Linked DNA regions of Astyanax mexicanus: region 2 is linked to region 1. Evidence: chromatin contacts called from public Hi-C data. All regions are on one chromosome and are shown on one strand. Each heading gives the region's core, a stretch centred on a gene start, on an enhancer-like site or on the middle of the called end of the contact. The rest is flanking DNA. Distances are from core to core; before and after follow the strand shown.

What was found. Hi-C and Micro-C count contacts between places; a contact is called where the count stands out from the background.
Region 2: a contact with region 1 is called in a Hi-C map of muscle, with 18 times the contacts expected there. The contact joins two enhancer-like sites. A contact is called at or near these places in 2 of 3 Hi-C or Micro-C datasets (both in muscle).

The regions. Positions count from the first base shown.
Region 1 is chr15:21,523,316-21,526,015 of AstMex3_surface, reverse strand. No RefSeq gene overlaps it. Among protein-coding and RNA genes, the nearest start is that of LOC103034289, 31 kb to the right of the region's middle. Within about 2 kb of position 1,420, the one cell type or tissue checked has an H3K27ac peak away from gene starts, as active enhancers do.
Region 2 is chr15:21,735,739-21,738,438 of AstMex3_surface, reverse strand. All of the region lies in intron 5 of raraa (retinoic acid receptor, alpha a), which reads right to left. Among protein-coding and RNA genes, the nearest start is that of mki67, 13 kb to the left of the region's middle. Within about 2 kb of position 1,373, the one cell type or tissue checked has an H3K27ac peak away from gene starts, as active enhancers do.

The DNA.
Region 1 (2,700 bases), core at 171-2,670:
ATGAAGCTTATATAGACTAGAAGCGTCCAGTTCTGGTGGTTCTAGATGGTCAACTAAGGGTGTTTTCACATTTGCAATTTTGAGTCCGGTTAAAACAGACTGGAAGACAGGAAGACAGTGTGACCAATATTTCATTTTCTCTCCAATTTGGAAAGCCAATAACTCTACAATCTCCATTCATGTAGGAGGATGTAGACTAGCACATACACTGATAAAAAAAGTGTAAAAAAACAGTAATCTTCCGGCAGCAGGGAGTGCCAGAAAATGTTTGTAAAAAAAAACAGAAAAATGCTTTTACATTTAAAAACAGATATAAACCGTACAAAAACAGTTTATTGTATTTACTTTGATTAACAACTATTATTGTCATTTTACAAGAACTTGTCCTATAATTACATGAAATCTTTTTTGTAACATATTTTAATTCTTAAAAAAGCGTCATACACTCCTTATAAAATGGAGTAATAAGTAATTTTACAAGAACTTGTCCTATAATTACATGAAATCTTTCACTTTCAACAAATTTTAATTCTTAAAAAAGCGTCATACACTCCTTATAAAACGGAATAATTAGTAATTTTACAAGAAGCTGTCCTATAATTACTTCAAATCTTTTTTTTTAACATATTTTAATTCTTAAAAAAGTGTCATACACTCCTTATAAAACGGAGTAATAAGTCATTTTACAAGAACTTGTTCTATAATTACATGAAATCTTTCACTTTTATCATATTTTAATTCTTATAAAAGCGTCATACACTCCTTATAAAACGGAGTAATAAGTCATTTTACAAAAACTTGTCCTATAGTTACATGAAATCTTTCCCTTTACATTTAAAGCCAGACACCTCCTCTTTTCCAACTGCCATTGATTGAGCATTACCGGCTAACAGGTCTGCTCAGAGGAAAGCGCAGCACCCCAGCTCTGATATATTAGCCAACAGATGCCAGTGCTGACCAACTTAATATTAGGACTGATTGAGACCCTTGAGAGAGCAAGACCAATTGTGTTCTCTTAGACTCTGGCTGCTGATGCCACGCAGTGTGATCCAGGATTCAAACTGGATTCAACTCTTCAGATCATAGTCACAGCACAAATTCATATAAGTCATTTTTTTCTTAGGAATTTCCAAACTTATCTAAAGTGTTAAAAAAAAACAAAACAAAAAAAAAAAACATTTAAGACACAGAACCCGACACCGGTGACTTAGGCCAACTTCTTTGGCCGAGTCAGAAAAGTCCCAATCAGTATCTTCGCCTTGTTTCTCGTCCCATTTCCCTCCCCTTCTTGTGTCTTTCTCTCCGATCCTTCTGTGTCACATCAGATTTGGCAGCGCTCGTGGGGAAAAGGGCAGAGTGGCTGCCGATGACTCAGAGCTCCAGCCTGACAGGCAGGCCCGTTGTAAAGGTTACCCAGGGAGGGGGGCCTCTGGCTGGGCCGTCATGCCGCGCTTGCCTGCTTCCCCCTGGAGGACCAGCCGTCACTCCTCCACTCGTCACAAGCTCACCTGCTCATGCACCTAGAAACTTGGACTGTACCGACAGTGGATGCACACAAAAAAGCCAAAGCACATGCTTGCTAGACAGGTGCACGCACTCACGCTAGAACGAGCAGAAAGAATCCTAGAACATCCCATCCTGGTCAGTGTGTTTCCAGTCTGGTTGTTCTTTATACCTCACCAGCGATCACAAAGGACAATTACAGTTTTGTCGTCAAAAACATTAAGATGCAAGTAAACACACCACTTGACTAATGCAGGGTTCCCAGCAGCCGCCAAGGTAGATTCCTCAGCAAAAATCATCACAACATTTTAATACTCCGGTAAATCCCATCCTGCACACACACTTAATGAAAAAATGACAGTATAGTGACTCAGTGTTCGTGTGTTTGACACAGTGAAGCAAGTGTTACAAGAGAGGCTGCGTAGCCAACAACACCATCTAAAGGTCAGTGAGGTCTCTGCAGGGTCTGTGCTGTGTTATACTGTAGTATTGTGTCAGAGTTATATTTACTTTCTAAATTGTGGCCATTGAGATACATGGATACAGGATCATTCAGAAATTATGCGTAAAGGTTTTGTGATTTTTGTGATATAAATGACTAAAATTGTGCATTTCTGTAGCTATTTTGTTTTCATTTACTTTGCCCAAGGGCAACATTATGCTGCTACAAAACAAGGCAATAATTCTGAATCAGTGCTTCTTAATGCTTCATGGCATGGTGTTGCCCTCAGGCAACAAAATACCTTTTTGATTATTCCGTTGTTCTTTCATTGTTTTATTATTAGCGTACATATATGTGGCTATTTTGTATCATTTACTTTGTTTCCTTTACTTACCAAAACACTATTTTCGTAATGCTGCCTTAGGGCCACAATATGTGGTTGCATGACAATGCAATTATTCTGAAACAGTGGTTCTTATTTTTCTATTTATATATAAACTCAGGCAAAAAAACACTTTTTGATTATTACATTGTCTTTTCATTCTTTTATTATTGCTGGACATACATGTGGCTATTTGGTTTCAATTAATTTACTTACATCATTTACTTACCAAAACACTGTTTTGTAATTATTGCCTAAGGGCAACATTATGCAGATACATAACAATGTGATCATGCTAAATCAGTGGTTCTTAATTTTCTTTTTTGTTATTTATATATCAACAGGAACATTTTACAATTATGGCTTGGTGTTG
Region 2 (2,700 bases), core at 124-2,623, 210 kb before region 1:
AATTTAGAAAATACTGATCTCTGAACAGTGAAAAGGCTAGCTAGCTAAGCGGTTAGCATCTAGCTAATGCTATTGCTGCTCTGCACGGAGTGTGTGTTTACTGCTCCTTACACCTGACGGGTAAAATTTAGATAATACTGATCTCTGAACAGTGAATAAGCTAGCTAATGCTATTTGCTGCTCCAGCCTCGGAGCTGCACGGCTCTGGACTCTGTATAGCACTGAAACTCTGTATAACGCTGCACGGAGTGTGTGTTTACTGCTCCTTACAACCTGACGAGTAAAATTTAGATAATACTGATCTCAGTGAATAAGCTAGCTAGCTTAGCGGTTAGCATCTAGCTAATGCTATTGCTGCTCAGCCTCGGAGCTGCACGGCTCTGGACTCTGTATAGCACTGAAACTCTCTATAACGCTGCACGGAGTGTGTGTTTACTGCTCCTTACAACCTGACGACTAAAATCCATACAAAAGGCGCACCGTATTATAAGATGCACTGTCAATTTTTGTGAAAATTAAAAGTTTTTAAGTGCGTCTTATAGTCCGAAAAATACGGTATGTCCAGGCTTAAACAGTCGAGTTTTAGGCGACACTAACAGAACTACAAAGAGCATGCTGTTGGGTTTTATTGCACAGCTCAGTGTTTCTACACTGTTTCACAAGTGCTTGTTCCAGTTTTAGATTTTTTTTTGTCATTTGTGTTTGTTTGATATCTAAGAAAAAAAAAAACTTCACGCCGTGCAAAAGAGGAAATACAAATTAGAACAAAAACTTAGTAAGAAAAAAGTAGTCAGTCCATTTTTCTCCCATAGTTTTTAATGTTGTTTACCCATGTTAATATACTTTTGTCTCTGTCAAACATTTACAAAAAGATAAAAAAAAAAAGACACTCATGGTCTGATAACCATCTCAAACCATATCATGCTTTTACAGAGTCACAGCGCACTGTAATTTCACAACTCCTCGTCCGGTTGTTTTTCTTCTTCATTTCTTTTTCTTATCATTATTATAAATTTTGTTGAACAAAAGCTTTACTGTACTTAAAGCTTAAAATAGTTGATTAATGGAAAGAAATGTTAAACATCTCCCTTCTGAAAATAATTAAACAAGAAAGCTGAATATAGGGTGAGGCTCTTTTGAAACATTTTATTTCCAGCTATGGATTAATCAGATTTTTCAGATTCTCATATTTCTCTTATTTAGTTTTTTCCAATAACACTACTGAGAAAACATACAATTTAATAACCATCACATTCATGATTCACACCTAACAAAGATACACCACTGCAGTAGTGAGAGGAGGTGTGATAATGGAAAGAGGGAACCTCTCCACCCAAATAACCCCTGTGCCTCCCTCCCCCCGTCCCTCCCTCCCCCTCCCTGTGTGTGTGTGTGTGTACGTGCATGCGTGTGTGTGTGTGTGTTAGAGTGGGGTATTTGTCATACAGCGTTATTACATTAGCTCTGGCTTTAATGAAAGCGTCAGTCATTTATCAGAGTTACACACACACACAGGCACACACACACCGAGTAATCTGCTTCTGCTCTGTGTCACTCCATTATTTTTCTTCCAATCTCTCCGCTTTTCTAACTCACTCCATCTTTCTCTCCACCCTGTTTCTAACTCTTTCTCTCTTTCCCTCTACATTCTTCATTCCTCTTTTCTTTCTCATCTTCACCACATTATTTTTCTTCATCTTTATCTTCTTGCCCCTTTTCTTTTTCTCTCTCTTACAAAAACAGTCCCTTGGTTTCGGTGTCTCTCTCTTTTCTGTCTTTTGTTATCTCTGTCCCTCTTTCTCTTTATTAAAGCTTATGCTTTTCAGACTCTCTTTTCTTTCTCACTCTTTCTGTCTCTCTCTCTCTCTCTCTCTGACGGATCACCGGGGCGATCATAAGCCGCACACACACAGTTTAATGAAGCCATTAAAGCGCTATTAGCCCGACCGCTTCATCCGTCACACACACAAAGACCCACGGGGGAAGAGTGTAAGTGTGTGACCGTGTGAGTGTGTGTTTGTGTGATTTTCTCACATTGCCATTCAGCAGGTAAAACTAAGCTGGGGAGTTGGAGGCATATTGGAGAAAGCAGAGAAAAATATTAACTGTGTTAGTGTGTGTGTGTGTGTGTAAGTGTGTGTGTGTTGTCCAAGCATAATTCTGTACCTGCCTGTGCACAACAAATCCATAACTGTAGCTATCCACACCAAAAGGTTTGTGAGTGTGTAAGCGTGCGTGTGTGTGTGTGTGTTGACTGCTATAATTTGCAAGAAGAAAATTAAAAATTTGGCAGGTCGTTCATCTCACAGATGAAATCCAATGAAAAGATAAAAACGTCAATGTTCTCACCTTCTTTACCATCCCTCCATCTCCCTCTTCACATAGTGTGTGTGTGTGTGTTTTGTATTTGGGTCTTTCTTCTCATTTAGAGGCTACTTTATAAGATGTTTTGGTTGTCGTAACATCCCTTAGTTCCGGACACTTTTAATGTTGAAATATTCTTCCTATGCTACGTATGAATATGAATGTATTCCCATTCATTACTCAGGTATAAGTATAGATGCTAGGGTTTAAAAAAATACTTCTGTAGAAGTTAAAGTATCACCTCAAGCATTTTATTCTAGGAAACAAAAAACATTTTTCTAATAAAATATTTTAAAATGTTTTTTTTTTTTATTGTGATGCACTAGGCACCCACTA